Regions from separate parts of the Danio rerio genome. Here all the other regions are linked to region 1. A link is a contact called in public Hi-C and Micro-C data. All regions are on one chromosome and are shown on one strand. Each heading gives the region's core, a stretch centred on a gene start, on an enhancer-like site or on the middle of the called end of the contact. The rest is flanking DNA. Distances are from core to core; before and after follow the strand shown.

What was found. Hi-C and Micro-C count contacts between places; a contact is called where the count stands out from the background.
Region 2: a Micro-C map of caudal fin shows a contact between it and region 1, with 3 times the contacts expected there. The contact joins the promoter of ccnd2a here to the promoter of cnot1 in region 1. A contact is called at or near these places in 2 of 18 Hi-C or Micro-C datasets (caudal fin and hematopoietic stem cells) and 1 of 4 datasets of contacts at active chromatin or transcription factors (embryo).
Region 3: a Hi-C map of hematopoietic stem cells shows a contact between it and region 1, with 3 times the contacts expected there. The contact joins the promoter of tigara here to the promoter of cnot1 in region 1. A contact is called at or near these places in 2 of 18 Hi-C or Micro-C datasets (caudal fin and hematopoietic stem cells) and 1 of 4 datasets of contacts at active chromatin or transcription factors (embryo).

What each region holds. Positions count from the first base shown.
Region 1 is chr25:18,254,042-18,257,553 of GRCz12tu, reverse strand. cnot1 (CCR4-NOT transcription complex, subunit 1) reads right to left here and starts at 1,717. Exons shown (of 49, transcript NM_001079951.2): 1 at 1,610-1,717.
Region 2 is chr25:17,920,806-17,924,499 of GRCz12tu, reverse strand. It overlaps ccnd2a (cyclin D2, a), which reads left to right and starts at 1,253. Exons shown (of 5, transcript NM_001089445.1): 1 at 1,253-1,643; 2 at 2,978-3,193. The coding sequence starts at 1,449.
Region 3 is chr25:17,904,493-17,907,969 of GRCz12tu, reverse strand. tigara (TP53 induced glycolysis regulatory phosphatase a) reads left to right here and starts at 1,510. Exons shown (of 6, transcript NM_001039836.1): 1 at 1,510-1,700. The coding sequence starts at 1,669. It also overlaps a transcript of ccnd2a not described here.

The sequences.
Region 1 (3,512 bases), core at 468-2,967:
CCAGTGTGAACATTATTGACATGAAAAATAGCACAGAATAAAGCATAAATGTAATGACATGCGAGTTAGTAAACACTGTCGATATTTATTTTCCTCAACACACTACATTATTTATTAAAATCTCAGAGAAACAGTCAACTGCAAAAAATGTCATCCTTTCACTTTTAAGTCACTTTCTGTTTTATTTATCTCGTGCTAGGAGGAACAGAACGATACAGCTGCAAAACCGGAAGTCATACCCCCTCAGTCGCTCACAGGCCTCAAGTAGAACAAACCGAGTAAATAAACTTTAAGTGTTTGTGGTTCATGCAACACTAACTGACACAGCTGTATAATAATGAGTTTAATAACTGAAGTGTGGCGTTTAGTAAAGTAATATAAGCAGGTGTGAATTGTACAACTCAAATGAGTTTTTTACAAAAAGTACTTCCTTGAAACATTAAATAAAAGCAATAAAATCAAATAAACTCAAATAAATGCTAAGAACAGCAGAAACTAGCGTTATAGTTTTGTTTGCAAAAGCTAAACACAAAACCAAACTAACTAATGCATTTAATAGATAATATAAACACAAATCAATCTGCATAACAAATTATCAGGTTATATTCACAAGCTCGTAACTAACATTTCAGTTCAACTCAAACACTCCCAGCTCGACTGTGGAAAACACCGTTAGCAATCCTAGTGCTAACTCATCTTAAACCAAACTTTTTGTTTACACATTTAAAATGTACACAGTTGTGCCCTAAAACACACAATCTAAATGCGTTTATCAGCCAATGGCTCTAATCATCTCAAAACAAACTCTCTCGGCATTTTAAACCACAATTTCTGTCAGATTCAGTAACAGTCGTGCTAATCCAGAGCATGCTAACAGCTAGGCTAAGCTAACAGCGTAAACCTCATTGTTTCAAACGGTGACGAGCACTTAGCCTGTTCCCGACATGCTCACCTAACTGACAGGAACCTGGCGTCTGGTTTGTTTAGGACATTAACGTTAGAAATACACAAAAATGGTTCTTATGCATCTTCAACCCATGATGATCTCATGCAAGTCAAGTGTTAGTAAAACACTGGCACACACTTCCACTTCTAGTAAGAATATCTGGCAGCCTGACTCATGTAAAGGCGTAATAAATGCACTGGTAACGTTAGTGGTGTACTACATGATAGTAAACATGGAAGTTTGTGTAAAGCAGTGTTAGTGAACATTAGCAGCCATGCAGTTTAGCATATAGCCATACTGCTGTTTACTGGGCCTCACTCAACACATTTATGTGGTTGGAGAAACCAAACTCGGAGTCTAAATCACACCAGTGATCATGTAGCACCAACACGAGCCCTGGTCATGACTAGAAGGCTCTCCACAATTAATGTGATTCATATCACCAACCGAACTCCTACAGGCCGTTACAGATATTTCCACCATCCCGCGCGTAGGGCAAATTTGCTTCTTAGGAGTTTTTGGCCGTTAAACAAGCAAGGTAAGCTACACGCTAACAAGCTAACGTTAAATTAGCCGAGCAGACAACATATGATAACCAATTTATATCCCCAGCGCTTTGGGGGATTATAGCGCAGCGCCGAGCGCAGAGAGTGGACGCGTTACCTCGATCCTGGAAAAATTACGTGCGGATGATCATTTTCGTCGTGTTTCTTCGTTCTGATCTTGACGGATAAAAGGTCGCTTTCTCCCTCGGTTCGGTTTGGATTTTTCAAAATAAAATGGCGACTGTCACGGCACGCGCGCGCACCCAGTGCGGTGCTTATTGAGCTCGCGCACGAGCTCGCGACTACGCAACATATGAAGTGATGCGCGCTGCCACCGCGCCCCGCCTCTCCCTGTGCGCACAAACACTATAAAAAGACGGAGATCTGCGCAGATGCGAACACACACCTGTTGCTGTGTGAACGGATTTACAACAACAACGGAGATTTGTAAGAAGATGCTTCTTTTTTTTTCTAAACAAGAACATATCTCTAAAAAACACAGTTTATTGATGTAATACATCGAGTGTATACTGAATGCAGGCCCATAGCCAGCCTGGTGGTGATAACGATGGTTCTTTTTTTCCCCTCATAAAGTCCTTTTGCAGTTATTCGCCTCATCTTCTATTTCATTATGAGGTTTAAATACTGCATTCTAATAATATTTTAAGCACCTTTTTGTTTAAATAGCTGGTCATTTTTGATGTACCAAAAAATTTTCTTTAAGATTTTGAAAAAAAACTTTAAAATACTAATTTATTATGTGATTTATCGTTAAGAAAAAAAAAAAAAAATATATATATATATATATATATATATATATATATATTTTTTTTTTTTAAATGCATCTTATGTTAATTTATTTAGGCAAATAACAATCTAACCAGCACATTCAAATTACCTTAGTTAGAATTTGGTCATTTGAATAAAAAAATAAACAATATTAATGTAGAGCTTCACAATTATTTTTGATTTGTCTCTTGTAAAAAGTTCAATTGAAAATTCACAGAAAACAATAGCCTGATTATTATTAAAATTAAATGTAAAATGGGCTGCCTGTGTTTCATGAATAAGTTCCACGATTTAGAATAGAAGTTTCTTGTAGTTTTCTTTATTTAGCAACAATACAGTAGGTCAGTAGTGAACGATAGCTTAACTTTCGTCAAATTGTATGTTTTCTGGCACAGATGTTGGACTCATGAAAAATAAATGTTTGCACTGGCCAGAACACATCAGCTGAAGTCACGACAGCAACAGAGGATTCCACTCGGTCTTCTTCGATGGATTTTGTTCACAATTTATGACAGAATAGCAGTCAAAATAAAAGAAATGAGGTCATGCATGGGACAAATTCTGCACCTTTGTCAGTGGGGACTGGGTCTTTCAAACCACCCGAACCCCCTGGCTATGGGCCTGGAATGTTCATCATTGTTGTAGGAAAGTATGAAAATTGATGTTTGCTCTAAAAACCATTTAGAGTTTAAATCAGTCAGTTGTAGCATAACACTAAATGGAGAGTTCACCCAAAAACGACAATTTACTCGCACTGAAGTAGTTCCAAACTTTTTTAAAATGTAAAATAATAAAGTCTAAAGAAAGCTGTGAATCGGTAACCATTTACTACTCTAATTGGTAAAACAAATAGCCTACTACTGAGGTCAATGGTTAACAGTTTCCAGTTTTTTTCAGAATTTCGTCTTTTGTTTTTCAGAATTTGACTTTTTAGCTTTGGATGAACTATCCCTTTGGATTTTGAGCGTAATTATGGCTAATTACAATAAAACTGGCCTGGAAATTTATCAACAAAAAAACGTATACAATTATATAACTGCATAACGGTTTCATTTTATCCAAATAAATGTATGTAGAAGGTTCGGGAAATGTATAATTTTATGTTAGTTTATATATAGTTCACATAATTTTTTGCAAGTTGGCCCATGGTAACCTTTGATTTGGCCCACCATCACATCTGAAAAGAGAGGGAAAATGATGCAACAGTATTTGTGGTGAATTCCTTTAACGAT
Region 2 (3,694 bases), core at 4-2,503, 330 kb after region 1:
TCAAAGCATTGCTGAGGGTAAAATGCTCTGACTGATTTTAAGGCTACAAATTTTTTTCATGACACCTGCGTGAGGCAGTCTCTGGGATCTAGCAGTGTTCATCAGGTGATCGGTAAAATAGATTAGGTTCTGCACTTTAGAATGCGAACTTGCACAGAGAAAGTCTGCCCAGTAACAAATCCGAAAGCCTCAAACGCGTGAAGAAGAACTATTGGCTATGTAAGAAGGGGAGGAACAATCTACAGCGAAAAAAAATGTTTTAAAGAGACATTTCCTAGCACATTTAAAAGTGTTGAAACGAAGCAAACTGTTGCAAAAGTTCATAGCTGCGGTCTGTTATGTTCTTCAGAATCACTCCAGCAAGCTTGAGAACCTTGAGATGCACCTCTATCAATAACGCAGCTATATGTTCTCTTAAAAGTCTTTGAATCGCTTTTTAATTTAGATTTCCCAGCGAATGTTTAACATGCTATGTCTCATTTGCAATTTAAATGAATTTCTGATTGAGTTTGTGAGTTATAAATGTTGATCTGCATGTATTGGGGTAGATTACAATTTTGAAATGCTGCATCACCTTTCGGGGCTTGGCTTTTCGAATCCTATATATATATATATATATATATATATATATATATATATATAGGTTTCGATGTAACGATGCATTATATAATAGAGGAAAGAGACTAACTATTCAGCAGATATATCTGACTAGTGTTGCTTCATGCTTTCGCTGCATTTCCTAGAAAGCTATCTCGTTGACCACATGTTGCAGCTCATAGCTTCTATTTCTAATTTGTGATGACGAGGTGAAGTTTTAGCGCCCTTAAATAAAAAACAATACATTTTAACCATTATTTTGTTAATTTGTAAAATCAAAGTAATGAAAATGTCTGCATGACACCAAGAGCATGGGTATAAAAATGTATGCAAAATAATACATTCAAAACCAAAACCACTTTATTTTTAAAATACTTTGAGATAGCCTATTAGATTTATAAACATTTGGTGTTGCGTTGGTTGCAGTGAGTTTGTGTTGTCATTTTAAAAAAAATACACGAGTTAACTAAACATTAAAATCTTGCATGATCCATGAATACACCAGCCAATGTTGTCCTTTTATCCATCGTGTGGAGGCTATCGATTCTCTTATAACCAGAGCAAGAGGGGAGGAAAAGCAGAGGAAGACTGAGCATGTTCCGTCTGGCCAATAATAAGGTCTGCTTGCGTCAGAGTTCTGCAGACCTCAAATGTTGCAGCGAGAAGAGCAGAGCAGAGCAGAGAAAGAGACTAGTGGGGAAAAGTTTGCAAAAGGATCAGGACTAACCTGGACAGCCCAGTAGACTGATTTGATGTACCCGAGAAGTCTTTTCTGCTCTTTTTGACATTTCGCAACTTTTGTACTTCACTGTTTGTAGCCGTATTAAAGGTCGAAAAGGACTGTAACAATCATGGAACTGCTTTGTCTCGAGATGGACACCATTATAAGAGCCCGTCCTGATCCGAATCTTCTGTATGATGACAGGGTACTACAGAGTTTGCTGACCATCGAAGAGAGGTTTCTTCCTCAGTGTTCATATTTTAAATGCGTTCAGAAAGACATTCAGCCCTTTATGCGGAGGATGGTGGCAACATGGATGTTAGAGGTTTGTACCCGATCATTTCCGTGCTTACATGTATCTTCAACACGTCTTGCAAACGTTTCATTTTCCATTCTGTCATGTAAGTATTGTAGAATGCAACTAAAGAAGCTGCTTTAACATTTCCGAAAAAGCAAATGCGATTTTGTTGGGCTATTTACTATTTTATTGCAGCCATAAGCGCTGATTTTGGACCAAGTTCACGATTGCAGAGGGATGGAGGTTATCGACATATGTCAGTGATCTCAAGCGCGTATTTTATAAAGTTTTCAGTTACGTTAACACAGAGGATAGGACCTTGCTTAACATTATTTATTTATTTTTAAGATAAATATTTCCATGCACACGTATGCACTTCAATGCTTGCCGCTGTGCTACAGCTTACCATCGCCATGTTGTTTTTTTTCCTCACAACAACTTTATCGCAACAAAATGATCATAACAACTGTTAACATGTGCATGGCTTTGTAGATGAGCGTTTAGGGTATATAATTATGGTAGAATATGTTGGTGATTGCTTTTCTATAATTTTGTACATTTTTTTAAATGTATGGTTGCGGAAGGGGCGACGGCCCGCATTGCTTCTTAACCCATGCTGATCGAAGTCTATCCTTGGAATTAAGTTCAGTTCTTGTCGGAATCGTTCATATTTCCTATGTTTGACATATGGAAATGATAGAGGGGGGTCTTAGCTTTATTTTCATGTTTTAAATTGTCAGGTGAATCGACCAGGACAATTTATAAAAATATTTAAAAAGAATATTTCGGTTCGATGGTGACGCACTCATCTGAGACCGCATGGTACTTCGTTTTGAAAAACGTGTTTTAATCATAAAAAACATCGATTAAATAACTTGTCAATTGTCGGGAATGATGTAAGAAGGATAGCTGAATATTTAGAGGTAAGATTAGTTGACAAAAACAATTTATTTATATTTTTAAATATTTTATGAAAATATGACGAATTAAAAAAAACAGATCCAGTCCTGTGTTGCTTGGGTGTTTTTTGGCTCGGGTGATTGTGACTTGAATTCATTTCTTACTGAATGAACCAAAGGAATGTGAGCCTATTGACAGATGTTAGAGTCCACAATAAATGTATATCTTTATAACTACAACAAGACAGGGTTTTCACAGTTTTGGAATCTATCTCAATTTTAACGTTAAGATTTACAGCCTCTTTTCAATGCAACAAATGAACAATACTACGTTATTCGTTTTATTCTTAAAATTATTTTTTAGATGTAAAGTCTTTGAGAGTCATTTAAATTACACAAATTTTGTTGCGCCACGTGCATCTTTTCCTCTGAACTTATTAAGTTATGCCCTGCCCTTTCCAGGTCTGCGAGGAACAGAAATGCGAGGAAGAAGTTTTTCCACTGGCTATGAACTACTTGGACCGATTTTTAGCGGTGGTACCAACAAGAAAATGTAACTTGCAGTTGCTCGGCGCAGTTTGCATGTTTCTTGCGTCTAAATTGAAAGAGACGCGTCCATTAACTGCAGAGAAGCTGTGTATCTACACTGATAACTCAATCAGACCGCAAGAACTGCTGGTAAGCACCAAGCATATTGTTTGAAAATCAAAACTTAGTAATTTTCCCGGAGGGATTTCTATTAATTGTTTGCATAACTTCTTCAAATGTGAATTTAAGTGTTTATTTTAATCCTACTGCTGTTAAGGGTCCATTTAAATTTGTGGATTACCCCATTTAAGTATATTGAATATATTGCAATTTGTGATGTGGTCTTCCTATATTGTGCATTTTTTTACAAGTCAGATACTAGAATTAAGACTAGTCCAAAGTAAAAAAAAAATATATATATACATACATATATATATATATATATATATATATATATATATATATATATATATATATATATATATATATATATATATATATATTCTCGCGATTGGAGAGTTTTAAAGTGCGTTTCTGCGCATTGAAGGGCTATTACGCCATCTAGTGGCAACTATGCATCTCACAGCTACATCATAGCCAAGGTCTTGTCAATTGATCATTTGACATCTATTAATTTCTTTATGCCTAGGC
Region 3 (3,477 bases), core at 261-2,760, 350 kb after region 1:
AACATGAAATGAGTATTCGACTGGAAATGCTCTTTGTACAGTGTGCTCTTATTAAGGCATGTTTCTTTACCTTTTAATCTTTTTTCCTCCTCTTCTTCTCTGTCACATTCTGTAAGTGTGGTATCTCTATACCTCAGGTTTACTGGACATAAAAGACTTTTCCATTACCTCACACAACTCATAACAGTTTTTTCGGGAACCTGGAAATTACATCACAAAGAAGAGCATATCAAAATGTTGCTTTGTCTGGTGTAGTAAATTCAGTGGAATCTGAATTTCAATGTAAACAAGTAGGCTCCCACATGGACATCAGCAATAGTGGATGGAGGAGATGGCGAATGGTCAACAATGTCTTATGTATTCATTTCATGTCAGGAGATAGACCAGTAAACCTGTAAATAGCAAATAAACATCAACACTGAGAAAAGGCCTCCTCCCTCCACTATAACCACATCATGTACCTCAGTAATGTCTGTTGCACAACCTCCGTTCAGTTAATATCTGCTTTAAAGAGCGCGGTGCTATGTTGGTCCTATGTTATTCTTCCCATTTATTGGAAATTGTGGAGGTGAAAATAACTATCCAACATGTTATAACCTGGTTAAGAATAACTGTGGAGAAAGTGTGAATAATCAGACACAAACCGGATGAAAATGACACAATTCAAAAATGAAACAGACGTTGAACTTTTTTTGTTCAGCAATGTTTCCTGTCATTCAACTCATTAGGGCTTAGCAACTATGTTGGTATTCTTTGGATTTATGTTCACCTCAAATCATTTGTCATTGAGAGCATGAATGAAGTTAAAGGAGAGTACATGCTGTATGCTAAGGTCAATTAAACTTACCATGAAAGAAGCTTAACGTCTCTCTTCTCCTTATTTCAGTCAATAACTGTGGTTAAAGCTGTTACAGTTTCGTCGACTTTCATGTTTTAGGATGCCTCTCTGAGAAATAGCTGTGTGCATTTAAATATATAATGTAGAGCAGCATATCTTTGTGTCGAGTAATGTTGGTGAGATGCAGTCTAAAATAAAAACCGATGAATGACAAACTAAACAATTTCAAAGCCCGCGAATGACTGCGAGGCTTACGTCAGGGAACGAATCATTCCATTGAGTCGAATCTTCTTAGGAGTCGGTTGATCTGGTTCACTGATCAGATGAATGATAGGCTAGGCTACAGCCTGGAGAAATTTGTATTATGAATTTTATCATACCAAGGCAAGAGAGATGGCCTAAACAAATGACAGTTTAATAAACCAAGAAGCGGCGTATGTGAATGATTTTGTTTCAGCGTCAACAAACTAAAGAGCACAAAATTAACCAATTGGTTAAATACAAAATGTATTTAATAAAAAAACTATGATTAACAACGTTAGCTGTATCGGTAAAACTTGAGTACAAGCCTTGAATCTAAAGGATCTCTGAAGTGTTGATTGAACCGTTCAAAAAGAATCAATTTGTAAAATTGAATCGGATCTCAACGCATGCGTACACATTTCCGGCTTGTCAAACACCGGGATAAGAGCTGTCAGAGAGCTGTGACCCAAAATCAGCAACAACTGGCGGCTATTTGAAAACGTAAAAAGGGCTGAAAGCTTGTTATTGACTCCGAGTTCGATATCAACGGTGAAGATATTGTATTATTTTCACGACGCGTCTGCGACATGCTCGCCTTTGGTTTAACAGTAGTCCGACAGTAAGTTCTGTTTTGTTTGCTTTATGAAAGTGATTTGTTCTATTCATAGTTATTTACACTGCACAATTGGTTAAGTAATTGTAAATAAAAGTGATTTGAGCAGTTTAGAAGTTGTTAGTTCTAACGTATGTAAAGCGCTGTATACAGTATAGTAGCCTATAAGTTAACTAAAATCACGCCACAGATTGAGTAACCTAGGTAATGTAATGTAAGTAACATTAGAGCTTCTCTAGAGGCAATAAGGGTTCCTCATATTGTATTTCTCGTGTTGTTGTAGCTTATGCCTAAAGGTCAATACGAATCCATCTTTAGTGAAAGGTCAGAGGTAAACTTACTCAAACGGCAACTTCTACATTCACTATATATGTTAAATAGACAGATAGGCTACATATATTTAAAATATATTATATTTTAACATATATATATATATATATATATATATATATATATATATATATATATATATATATATATATATATATATATATATGTGTGTGTGTGTGTGTGTGTGTGTATATATATGTGTATATAAATATATGTATGTATATATATATATATATATATATATATATATATATATATATATATATATATATATATATATATACATATATATATATACATATATATATATATACATATATATATATACATATATATATATACATATATATATATATATATATATATATATATATATATATATATATATATGTGTGTGTGTGTGTGTGTGTGTGTGTGTGTGTGTGTGTGTGTGTGTATAGATAGATAGACAGATAGATGGATAGTTAGATGGATAAAGATCAATAGTTTAAGAAAACTTGCTTTATCAATTTAACTACACCAAGAAAAAAATGTCCTAATGTCACTAGTTAACATACTCAATGCATTCCATAATTTCTAAAATACCTCAACCAAATGGTAGAGGTATCTACCAAATGGTTGATATGTCGGATTATGGTAAAAGTACTGGACTTAATACATATACTATGAAAAACATGAAAATATGAAGTATAAGACCAATTAATAATAAAAAAAGTCTAAATAATATATTTTTGAATACAAAATCACCTTTTTTTTTAAGTATGCCATAAAATATTTCAAGTCTCATTTAACATTTTTTGAAGGGTGGGGGTTACAATAAAACCAAAATCAAGTGTAGTAGTGCAACAAGATTATGACCTAAATTACAGGACTATTACCTATAAAGCCATTATAAAGCCACTCTCAGAAATAAACGTACATGAGCTGTCACTGGGGTGATACCTTTTGAAAAGGTACACATTTGTACTTGAAGGGTCCATATTTGTTCCTCAAAAGTATATATTAGTACCTACAAATTTTAAGAGGAACACTTATGTTCTTTTTAGGTACTATTATGTACACTTGAGGTATCAATAGGGACCTTTTAGGCACAAATCTTTACAAAAAAAGGTACCATCCCAGTGACAGATCAAGTACCTTTAGTTCTGAGAGTGTAGAGGGGCAGTCAAAAGGTTATTATGATGATAATGATAATAATAATAATAATTGCAAAAAAACAAGGCTCACCCAATTTTTTAAATTTATTATTAAGTTTCTCAACCTCATATTTATTTATACATAATAATAAGCAGCATATAATGTAAATAAAAAAAATCATAAACACCATAATTCATTTCAGTCATTGCTTCTGATGATACATGAAGAAAAATGAATATGTTTGAGAAAAAAGTATTACATATAATCCACAGCCTTGGCAAATGGTCCTCTTTTTATTCAACAACAAAGGTGTGCT